2 separate regions of the Mus musculus genome follow, and region 1 is linked to region 2. The links are chromatin contacts, called in public HiChIP or PLAC-seq maps. All regions are on one chromosome and are shown on one strand. Each heading gives the region's core, a stretch centred on a gene start, on an enhancer-like site or on the middle of the called end of the contact. The rest is flanking DNA. Distances are from core to core; before and after follow the strand shown.

Region 1 (5,579 bases), core at 1,049-3,548, 87 kb before region 2:
ATAAAGTTGCTTTTGTAAATGTCACTTGGCAGCATCTTAAAAGTTGCATATTTGGGTTTTTGGTTTTTTTGTTGTTGTTGTTGTTTTGTTTTTGTTTTTGTTTTTCCAAGACAGAGTTTCTCTGTATAGCTTTGGCTGTCCTGGAACCCACTTTGTAGACCAGGCTGGCCTCGAACTCAGAAATCCACCTGCCTCTGCCTCCCATGTGCCGGGATTAAAGGCGTGTGCCACCATGACCAACCGCTAAAAGTTGCGTTATTTAATGGTTTGTTTTTCAGTCTGTTGTGATGGGTTGAATAATAATGGGCCCCATAGGCTCATATACTCAAAGGCTTGGTCACCAGGAAGTGGCACTGTTTGAAAGGATTAGGAGGTGTGGCTTGTGGGGGGGGGTGTCTTTGGGGGTGGGTTTTGGGTTTTCTAAGGCCCAAGCCAAGCTCAGAATCCCTCTTCCTGCTGCCTACAGATCCAAATGTAGAACTCTGAGATACTTCCCCAGCACCATGTCTGCCTGCTGTCATTCTCTCTGCCATGATGTTAATGGACTAAACTTCTGAAACTATAAGCAAGCCCCAATTAAATGCTTTCTTTTATAAGAGTTGCCTTGGTCACGGTGTCTCTTCACAGCCACAGAGCAGTGACAAAGACATCTGTTTAAAATGTTTTCATAACAAAATCATGTTGTCAGGATGTCAGCTGCCCCTCTCCCAGGTTGCCAGTTTCTAGCCCTTCTTCCCTGGTGTCTTCTTAATCGTGTAACTGCTGACCTCCGAAGGGTGGAGAACTCGGCACTGCATTCAATAAGACTATAGACAAAAGAAGCTAAATGTAAGCACAAGTGTGACAGGGTCAAGGTCTGTGCTTGTGGTAGAGGAAGAACAGTAGAGGGTTAATGCCTTGCACCACAGCTTGGATCAGTTCTTAAGTCAGCCATGCTTTTCTTATTGGGGTCAAAGGTCAGGCAATATGTAAGGGGCCAGCCAAGACAACCTCTCAGGCCAAGAGCTGACTGGCTAAGCAAGCTGTCCTCGTGTCAACTGTTTGCCATGACCATGCTCACAAATTGTTTTAGGAGCCATTGAGAATGAGCACCTTGTTTTAAACGTTTATTGTAAACTACAGTGGAAGACATGTCTCTCTAGTCACAAAGGAGAATACTGAGAATGGTTATTTCACACTAGTATGACTTGGGCCTTATAAAATTAAATGTAAGCTTCCTTAGTCTCTAGCTTAGGGGTTCTTTATAAAACCTCTGCGGTTGTGTATATTTCAGACCAAGAATCTACTGCTCTGGAACCTACTGGAGAGGGATTTCAAGCCAGGGAAACATAAGTTCTCTCAAGTTTCTAAGTAAACAAACTGTGGATAACAGCAGATTGGAGAGCAAAATCAGTCCTTGAACTCAAGGAACCGTGACAGACAAAATGCAAGATGCTAAATCAGTCAGGTCCTGACTACGCAAACACATTTCTCTGGTTATAGAGAAAGAAGCCTTTGACCAATGCCAGTGAGGTTCAGACAATACTGTTGTACCCAGATAAACTCAGAACCAGCAGCTTTCAGCCCAAGGCATTGCCTGGGATTTGGCAAAGGCCGGGCAGGTACCCGAGGCCAGCTGCCACTCTGTGGTGAAGCTGGCAGCCAGGCTTATAGCCAGCCTTTTCCAACGCAGTCCTTTGATAACACTGATTACATTTCCCTCGATAGAGCCTGGGGCTGATTGAGCAACAGCCAACTTCTCTGGGTAACAAAGAGGAGGGAAAGTAATCCAAACACAGGTTTTATTATAAAATCCAGGGAGTGAGAGAAGTATGTTTATTCTGTAAGATAGCACACCTGCTCAGGCCCCGGAGGCTCATTTCCATCAGTTGCCATGGCAAACTCGTTATACTTCAGGGCCATGTGGCTTTGTTTCCTTTTGAAATCTGGTCCTTGTCCTACCTTCTCTAACAACTCCAACACAATGGCATGGGAGCCTGCAACAGCATAATTGATTTCTCTGTCTCTCTATCAACAGTTCACATTTGTTCAGCACCGGCCTGAGTCTGCCTTCTCCTTTGAACTCCTTGCTAACCGTGAAGGCATGCTTCGAAAGCTATCCTCATTAACATTCCAGGTCTCTCTTCCCTGTCAGCAACAACAAAGCCCGCATCAATGGCCTCCTTCCTCCCTGCTTTACTGAGTGGCTCTGTTCCATGTTTTGCTGCTGATCCAGGTGCCCAGGCAAACAACACTGGGCTAAGAAGCATGCAGGAGAGAGTAAAAATAGAACAGCAGCTTGGACGCATACCAGAGCAGCTACTTCATCTCCACTGCTTTGCACACTAAGCCTGCTGGGATCCATCAGGCAGGAGTCCTCTTGCCCTCACCTTCTCCCCTCTCCTCCCCCCTCTCCAGCTGCCTTCTTCCATCAGCACCTTCCCAGTGAAGGGAGCAGAGGGAGGTCAGGCATGGGACAAGAAAGATGTGCCCTGGTGGTTTGAACTTTGAAGCCATAAGAGATCTGGGGGCTGTGACTATGCCTTCCTCACAAGACTTTCTAGAAAAGAGTGAGCAGGCGCTGACCTTGTTACCTCTGCCTAGTCACTCGAGCCCATGCTTCTCATTGTTTATCAAAATCTCAACACTTCCTAAACCATAAATGTGGCCTGGGACCACACCCAGACATCCCCTGAGAAGGTAAATACACAAGTCAGCTATGCTGACCTTTCTGCAGATCACCTGCTGGGCTCGATGCTAAGAGCTTGTGAGCAAATCCACACTCACACCGTCACACTGAAGGGGCACTGAACTGCTCACCATGTGTTCTGAGTTGAACCCACTTTTCAAGGGGAAAAAAAAGGAAGACTTGGTATGAAGTTAGGAATGTGCTATCCCTTGGATGTAGGTCTTCCAGAATGCTAACTATACTGGTTGGATTCTTTTGTGCTGTTTTATGCCTCGTGGTGAACTGTACTGTTCCTGCAGCCAGCCCTGCCACCACACTCTCCCAAGGGCAGTTACTCAGGCATCTCATTTCTCCATATTTCTCAAAGTACCACTTTTGTAGCATCAGAACAATACTATTATATTTAAATATCACAGTATTTAAAGAGTAAAACACATTTTTAAAAAAAATTACTGATTTTTGAGTGCATGCACACACACACACAGCTTTAAAAGAAGTTGATATAATTGCAGATTATTGTCTTCAAGCTTCAGGAAGGTTTTGAGGAATTTTAAGTTGGCCTAAGGTTCACATAGAACCACTATAAACTAAATATGCCAAACCATGTCAAGAGAAGCCACACTCCATATCATCACAGCAATAATTAATTCCCTGAAGAGATTCTCCCAGCACAAGTTGTGACATGATCATTTACTCTTGAAGTCACCAGAGGGTAGAGGTAATCTTCCCTCAGTCCTCCCATGTTCAGGAGGCTGTGTTTACCTCAGGGAGGAACTCTGTCACTGTGGATAAGAACACCAGTAAACCCCAGAAGGTGCCATAGGCTCGCCAGCCTTGAAGCTAGATCGCTGGGGCTAATAGCCCTGGAGTGAACTTGGATGAATCAGTTTCTTTGGATCCTGCTTCCTTCCTGCATAAAACAAAACTCAGGGCCCCTTTCAGAATGAAAATTCCATGACAGAAAAGTTACTTTACAATGTCATTATTCTGCTGCTTCTTTTGTTTTGTGTGTTGTTGAGTTGTGTCATATAGAGCTATTTGTGCTGGAAAATAGCACAAGACTCTCCGAGACGAGAGGTGTGGCTTCTTTGTAGTATTTTCCCACGGTGTAATCTACCTTCTCATTTCATCTGCTATTAGGAGAGGGTCTTCCAGATTCTTCTAGGTACAGTAAAGAGAAACAGAAAGATCCTGTGGTTTAAAGACTCTCTCTGGGTCATTTCAGTGATCACAGGACTTTGCAATCCATCTGGCAAAGATGGCAGTGTAGTGCCTGATGAAATGGCTGGGCTTAGGGAAATGCTTTTGGCAAAACATCCCAAAACAAGGATGGAAAGTTCAAACTGGAGAACGTGCAGCCCCTGTTGAGATGACTCAGAAAAAGTCAAGTCTACACAGGGGGGATTTGTTCAAGGGGTAATAACTACAGCGACGATGATTCCTCTGATCGAAGCTGAGAAAAACACATCCCAATACTTGGATTGCAGCCCTATGCCGAGACATCTTTGAACTCTGTAGAAGTTAAATTAGACAGGCAAGTGTTTTGAAGACAGTCACTGAAATTAAAACTAGCCACTAAATACCAGAAAATAATCTGAATCTATACCCAGTATACCTGACTCAAATCAGCTTATTATGACTAACATCAGGGGTTACAAGGTTATTTTTACCAAGCTATATCCAGTTTCTACCCTACAAATAGATACCCAAGGACCAGAGTAATGTTGAAATAAACCAAGTGTTAATCTGAGTATCAGTGTTCTAAAATAATTGTAAAAATTCCTTTGCTGGTGGTGGTCATCAGATGTCAGACACTTCAGAGCCAAGTTGTCAACTCTAGGTGACTGTGAGCACGAACACACACACACACACACACACACACACACACACACACGCACACACACACACACGGGATGCTGTTTGATTATTTGACTGGTTTACATTTTGTTTGTTTTACACCGACTGCCTACCTACTGGTAAGCTGCAACCCTTTCGGAACTGTGTGTGGCACATGAGGGACTTTTTCTTAATCACCTGGGATAGTATAGAAGGAGCAGCTGCTGAATGCTCTTGAGAAGTTTCTTGAGGGGGAGGGGCACTAATAACATTACATTCTAAATCTTTGCAAACTGGGAACACTTCAAAGAAATAATTGCTGGGCTATTTCTGCAGATGTAGAATCCTCAATAATAGTCTCACCTCAAACGGAAACAATAATGAAGAAAAAAATGGCCGGAAGTTTGAAATGCTTTCCAGGAATTCAGGGTTGGCCAAACAAGAACACCCTACTAGGTCTCAAGTGCCTCAAAAGTAATTATTATTTCATAAGGCCATACAAACAAGCACTTAAATTATGCTATTTTTTCCTATTTAAAACCATTTATTCAATGTACATGTTGATCATAAAATCAAACTGCATTCTTTGTAACTCATTAGGAACTTTTCTTATTTGTAGTTGAAAGTATTTGTCCTTCTCTACAGTGACATTTGAGAGATGACAACCTCATAGTAAGGTGGAGACTCGTTTACTAAGTCAGGCAGAGAAAGGAAGAGATGGCTCTCATGGCCCAAGCATCTCTTTATTGACCTATCGGGCCAGATCACACACATTTTCTAAAGGTCTATGTGTTGTTTCTTGGAGACCAAATAAGCCCAAATTATTGATTTGAGAGTACTGTTAAGAACATTTTGAAAGAAGGAGCACCTCATGAGACAGTGTACCTGAGGACTGTGGGTGTTAGAACCTCAGTGTTAGAGCACCCAGGGCCCTAGAGTCACTCTCTAGCACTGGGGTGGCTAGGAGCAAGTTCTGTCAGATACATTGGTTCATGCTTATAATCCCAACACTCAGGTGCAGAGGCAGCAGAATTACACGTTTGTTATAAGCCAGCCTGGGCTCAGCAGTTAGAGG
Region 2 (6,431 bases), core at 2,420-4,919:
GATGCTAAGCACCAAATCCAGTGTCATGGCTCCAATCAATTCAGGAAACAAACAACAACAACAACAAAATCCACAATTTATTTGCATCTCCGAGTCTCAGAACTTCTGGCCAAAAATGTGCCCTTTGATTTTTCATTCCTTTAATGTGAAGCATTCTCAAAAAGAATTTCCATTTTAGAAGAAGGGAAATAAGGACCTGATGCTGGCAAAAACTCTGCATTGAAGGAAATGAGACGGCAGTTGAAGTCTCCCGTCCTTGGACTGAGGTCAGTGTAGTATCTGAGGTCTAAAGTGTGTCAAGATCCCATCCGTGGCGAACTTGGAGGCCAAGAGAAAAACTCTAGGACCCAGACTAGCATCCATAGCTGGGGTAATGTGGTGGTTCCGTCAGGCAACCTGCAGCCAGGTTCAGTTGCTTTTAGAAGGCAGGCATTGCTTGGTGTTAGGGCCTGGAGGATGGAGAAGCCTTTAAGGACAGAGTACATCCTGTCTGGAGGTGTGCACCATTTTCTGAAGCCAGGAGACTGGGTAGGATGGTAGGGCAGAGAGAGTGGGGCCAGCTGGTATGAGTGGAGCCCCCTTGAATTAGCTCACAAGGAGATGACTCAGCTGATTCCAAAGGAAGAACATTCAGGTAGCATGGCTGACCTCCCCACGTGGGACTGTGGGCAGTAGGTGTCCCAGGATTGCTCGCTCTGGTGGCCCGTGGTGGTCTTCAGCCACTGATTCTTTCTGCAGTTTTTTGTACCGTACTCTACCATGGGACCTCTACCTCCAACTCCATCATCAACTGTCTATCCAGTCTCTTAGTTCTTGGTTCCAGCTTAAGGGAGATAATATGATGGCCAGTGGCTAACTGCTTGCTTCTCTGCGGCCAGACTTGACCCCTCCTATAGCGATTCTTTCTGCACAGCTGTGCGTCATGTGGTAACATGGCCGGGCCTACTTGGTACTGGGTTGAAAAGTGGAAGCTGGGTGAGGCAGGTTCTTCATACACAGGTCTCCTTCCAGTTGGAAAGAAGATGATGTCATGAAACATGTAGCTCTAGCTTATTCTTGACAAAAGGTGAGGCTGGAAATGAAGGCAGGCTGCTAATGTGTATCGAACTTCTGCCCCAGCCAAGCCCTTTTCTAGGAGCTGTTGGCTGATGTCTTTTTAAAAAAGAGCCTCCTTGTACCTTGTTCATCTCCTCTCATCATCCTTGCAACTTCTCTTGCTGATCTCCCACCCCACCCCTATCCCATCCCCACCCTACTCCATCCCACCCCACCTCACTCCTATCCTCACTCTTACCCCACCCTACCTCATCCCCATGCCACCCCGGCCCCAGCTCATTCCTACCTCACCCCTATCTCACCTCACCCAGTCCCCATCCCACCCCACTCCCACCCTGCCCTGTCCTGACCTCACCCCCACCCATCCTCACCCCACCCCATTCCACTCCCACTCCACCCCCATCCCACCCCACCTCACCCCCCACCCCCACGCCATCCTCACCCCACCTCCACACACTATCCATTTCTGCTTTCATATCCTACACATAGGACTTTTTTTTTTTCCTCAAAAGTCCCCTTTACTAACTGAGGACCCTGAAGCTAAGCAAGAGGCTCAGAGGTCAAATAGCTTGCCCAGAGTCACACAGCTAGCTGGTGACAGAACTGTGCTTTGAATCCCAATGCTGTATTGATTTGAAACCCTTCCTAGCCATGTAGCAAGACATGAGAGGGCACAGCCCAGCACATGGGGCTGCAGGTGCCTCACCAGTCACCAGTCCATGAGTCCTTTCTGTTCCTTTGGCTCTTGTATCCCTGCTAACAGCATCGCCATGTGCTCAATCAACTGGGCCCAGATCTCTCTAAATTGGTTTCCTTGTCAGTAATAACTGACAAGTAAGTTATTACTTGTTACTCCCATGACTAGTAAGGGAGGCAGAGGCAGGCAGATCTCTGAGTTCACAGCCTGGCTGGTCTACAGAGTGAGTTCCAGAATAGTCTTTGTTTTGTTTGCACAGAAACAAAACAAAGCAGCAGAAAAAGACTAATAGTGATGACAGATGGAAGTCCCCATGACAGCGGGGATGTTCAGGAAGTGCTTAGCCCGAACGCGGCGGTACTTGACCCACAGTGCCTACAGAATCCACAGAGAGACAATTCTAAGTATTTTCAGAGTTTTGGGTCAACCAGTCACCCAACATTGTCAGTGTTGAGTGAAGCCAGCTCTGGACAGGACAGAATCAAATGGGGATGGCTGTGTTTCTAGAAAACTTTACATACAAAAGAAAGCAACCCAACAGGCCCCGGAGGGTGTCCTTTTCTAGTCCTCACTCCTTGTCTCCCATTAGCTAATGGACTTTTTTCTCAGCCATGAGAAACTTGGGTTGGCACTGTTGGGTTTAGGGACTTAGGTGCATGTTTTACACATCAAAGCAGACCTGGCCTGCAGGTTCTCCCAGCATCTCTCAGTTCCTACCTGGCATACCCTGCCCCCAACCCTGAACTTTCCAGCCCAGGGGCTGGGCTGCCCTTCCCCCAGAGGCTACTCCCTATACAATCCAGACATTTTTTTTTGGAGGAGCAAAAAAAAAAAAAAAAAAAAAAAAAAAAAGAAGGATAGTGTGTGGAGGTGGGGTGAGGATGGCATGGGGTGGGGGGTGAGGTGGGGTGAGATGGGGGTGGAGTGGGAGTGGATTGGGGTGGGGTGAGGATGGGTGGGGGTGAGGTCAGGACAGGGCAGGGTTTTGTTCTTGCTCTTCCTCTCTCTCTCACCTCTCTCTGTGCGAGCCCTTTCTCTCTTTCTCCCACCCCTCCTCCCCACCCAATAAACCTGCCTATATATAATCTAATCTGGCTTGAACTGGCTCATTTCAACGGGCAGAGAAATAACCCACCGGCACAAGTATAGATAAATACTAAAAGAAAGACCAGCGGGCTGAGAGTGCTTGATAAGTGTATTGTATTGGAGGCTTCGGTTCCATCCTCAGCATGGAAAGAAAACAAGAGTGCCCAGTGAGAGAAAACGAGCAAGCAAGCAAGGACAGAGAGATAGGAGATGGAACAGTGGGGCTCACCTGGGGATGCTGACTCAGGTCAGCCTAGGATGCATGCCCCACCCTATGGCTTTTAAGTGAAGAGAGATGTAATGTAACAATTTATGGACTTACTGGAAGGGCTGGAAGAGGTTCACCAAGGGAACCACTCAGACAGCGGAACTGTGGTCTCCTGCATGAACCAGGAGGGTGAGAGACAGAAAACCAATGTTGGAGCTGCTGCTACAGAGCTGTGGCTACATGTTCTTGCTTCCTAGGGCATACACAAGCACAAGCTTCAGGGGCCTGGCATATACCTCCCTTTGGCCTTACAAACTTTCCACAACTACATCTGACCGGTATAGTCTAATTCACGGTTGTGGTGCAAACAGTATAGCAGCCTGGGAGATTCGGTTTTCATTTTCCTAGACACAGCATGAGGGGAGGCATACGAGGGAGCTGTGATAGCCTACACATTCTGGTGATGAGCTGCTATAAAACAACCCCAAACCTCATAGCTAGAGTCCTCAGTCATTTCTTTTGTTTAGAAACTTGGTTTGGGCGGGGCTTGGTGGGAGCAGCTTGTCTCTGCTTTGCCATGAGTCAGCTGGGATGTCTCAACACGGTTGATCCCCACGGTGTGAGCCAGCCCACGGGCCACCTGGGAGCTCAGGTCCTCACCCACAGTCCCAGCTGGGTTCTTGCTCAGCAGCTAGGAGCTATTGTGAAAGATGCCCAGCCTCCTCCATGCAGTCCCAGCTGCGGCCCTGAGGAGCAGAGGCCAGTCGTAGCTAGAAGTCCCTCTGAACTGCAGAGTTCTGTACAAAATGCACCCATGTGCATCTATTTCTGCCATGAGGTTTTGGGGTTGATTTGTGTTGTAGATTACCAGAAAGTGGAGGTGATGCTGGAGTGATTAGTGAGAAGGCAGAGGGGTGTGGTGCACCCCCTGCCCCACCCTGGTTGAGCATGGTCTCTGCCCTAGCACCCTCATGGTCAAGTGTGCCCACTCCTTAACTTGGATGCTTTTGTGTGCCCTACACTAGAGTCCACGCTCTGGCTGAGTTCTAGAAAGAAGTCTGTCATTGTTACAGGCTGCTACCTGGGGACCGCCTCTCCACAGTTTCTGATCACGGTTGAAAGGCTTAGATTTTAAAATTGCTACGAACAGGCAAGGCTGACTTCATGGGGCCATGATTTTATGCAGGGTTTCAGGACAGCTCCGGTGATTTCACACTGCAGGATTGACACCCCAGTTTGTGCCGTTTTTTTGTACTGCAGGATTTGAAAGGGTGGCATTCACATTTGAATCATTATCCTTTTGCATATTTATTGTAGCAATTTCCTGGCAGATGGCAGCAAAGCTTGTTGAGGTAGGGTCGCCTTTTCTATTTGCATAAAGCTGATTGATAGCAAGTCGCTGGAGACTCAGGTATAAAGTCTGATAAATCATAGGTCGGGGGCAGGGCTGGGGGCTGGGGGCTGGGGGCGAGGCAGGGAGGAGAACTGGGGTCAGGGAACTGCCTACCTAAAATGGGCTCCCAGGAGAGAAGTGTTGAGATTTGAGGGTTACAAAGTTCAACTTTGAGACCAGTAAGTTTCCAGAGGAGACTGGGCAACTCTCCTACAGGATGCCTGCTCAGGATGCAGTCCAGCAGCCACAGGTTTGCCTTGAAGGGTAGAGACCTAAGGGATACACGCCCCAGATCCTAGCAGTTGGGAGGGAGGCTGAGGCAGGCAGGTCTTGAGTTTGAGGTCAGCCTGGGATGCATAGTGAGAATACATCTTAAAAAAGAAAGAAAAAAAAGTCTGATTTTAATAAATTAACAGGGATCCTATGAAGGGAGGTGTGCCGAAGCAAACAAAGGAGGAAGCAAGAATGGTCTGATTGTAATGGGAAGAGGTGGAAAGGCGTGGGGGCTGGGACAGGAAGGAACGGAAGCAGGGAAAGCTGGCGGACATGGCTGTGTTCTGCCAAAGGGCAGAGGATGCTATAGCTACAAATGCTACGCTGCTTTGGAAAAATCTGTATTAGTCGTGAGCAAATATCATAATTCAGAGCACCAGTGCAGCTTCTGGCTGTCACAGTAGATTACAGGGCCCCTTTTATTGCAAAGGAACTATAGATGGTGAGACCTTTATGGTTGGAACAAGGCTCTCCATTTTGCGTTTGCTTTGGAAACCAGACTCTCAGGCAAGCATAGCGTTTTGTTTCATCTGTGTAACTTCCAAGGTCCCCTTTGGCTGCACGCATGCTGCTTTTGTTCTTGCCTTTGCCGTTTTAAGTACAGCTCTGCTCCATTCCAATCCTCCCCCTACTACTCAAAACCCAGAGACCGTCTGAGTCAGCGCAGACATACAGATAGAAGGAAGCATCACTTTCCTGCCCTCCAACATGGTGAGGTCATGGTTTAGTGATAGCAGAGACAATGATTAATGCCTTCCATTTTCACTTAGAGACCTTCAGGAATGTACAAACAAATATTTTCTGATATTCGCAGGTTGAGAGGAGGGGGGTGAAATGGCTTATGAAGGCCTTCGATGGTTTATCTTCCTCCTCCTCCTCCTCCTCCCCCTCCTCCTCCTCCTCTCACAATGATGCTCTGCTGGGAGCTTCCTGGAGCTGCCCATGTTTTTAAAAAATCAAAAAGTCTATCAAATTAAAAAAAGAGTCAATGCATTTTATGTAAAGGATTTGGGCAAATTAGTATTCATTTTTCCTAATCGTCCCTCCGTTACTGTGTGCATGATGTAATATGGCTAATTTACCAGGAACCATTGTTACTCATCTCTGATTCTCTATGCAAGTGCTGTCTCGTGCTAACCATTTCCTCATGCACTCTCTGGGAACTGACAGCCCTTCAGCTTCATTTAGGACGGCTGGGGCTCTAGTTCTCCATCTCCTGAGGCCTGGCCTCCGCCTGGTATCCTCCAATGCCCACTCACCCCCTTGGGGGGGGGGGGATCTGGAAAATGAAACAAAATGATCCATACACTTGGATTTGGTTTGTGACAAGCTTATGTGAATCTGTTTGTAAACACATGCAAAAAAAAAAAAAAAAAAAAAAGAAAAAAAATTCTCTTGTGCTGTTTCCCTATAGTATTTCATGTGTGCTTTTCATTAAAAACACTATTCAAATAATACTCATTTCATTCTCTCTTGCTTCCAATTAGCTACCCATTGATTATTACAGAGCAAGCACTAGATAATTAACTAAAGGAAAAATACCCAGAACAAAACAACCAGAGCACCTTGTGACTCTGAGCAGTAACTTTTATAAATTTGCAAATTGTATGACAGAGCAAATGAAGCGGCCAACAAGCGAAGAACGGACAAACAGGAGAGCTCTGTCAAATGTCCCAGGGAGAGCGACCGAGTTAGTACAAGTTCTTTGCCAGCAATTC

What was found. HiChIP or PLAC-seq counts read pairs in DNA pulled down with a chosen protein or histone mark.
Region 1: an H3K27ac HiChIP or PLAC-seq map of extraembryonic endoderm stem cells shows a contact between it and region 2. The contact joins two enhancer-like sites. A contact is called at or near these places in 3 of 39 promoter capture datasets (embryonic stem cells and liver), 5 of 484 Hi-C or Micro-C datasets (bone marrow-derived macrophages, forebrain, liver and 2 more), 4 of 115 datasets of contacts at active chromatin or transcription factors (embryonic stem cells, extraembryonic endoderm stem cells and stem cell-derived neural progenitor cells) and 2 of 9 other capture datasets (adipose tissue and liver).

The regions. Positions count from the first base shown.
Region 1 is chr10:39,656,265-39,661,843 of GRCm38.p6, reverse strand. All of the region lies in intron 2 of E130307A14Rik (RIKEN cDNA E130307A14 gene), which reads left to right. It also overlaps the pseudogene Gm8899. Among named protein-coding and RNA genes, the nearest start is that of Gm16364, 45 kb to the right of the region's middle. Within about 2 kb of position 2,298, at least 212 of the 459 cell types and tissues checked have an H3K27ac peak or open chromatin away from gene starts, as enhancers often do. A contact at or near this core is called in extraembryonic endoderm stem cells and forebrain, where this site is marked.
Region 2 is chr10:39,570,104-39,576,534 of GRCm38.p6, reverse strand. The region is part of intron 2 of Gm16364 (predicted gene 16364); the gene reads left to right. Among named protein-coding and RNA genes, the nearest start is that of Gm40627, 17 kb to the left of the region's middle. Within about 2 kb of position 3,669, at least 90 of the 459 cell types and tissues checked have an H3K27ac peak or open chromatin away from gene starts, as enhancers often do. A contact at or near this core is called in extraembryonic endoderm stem cells and forebrain, where this site is marked.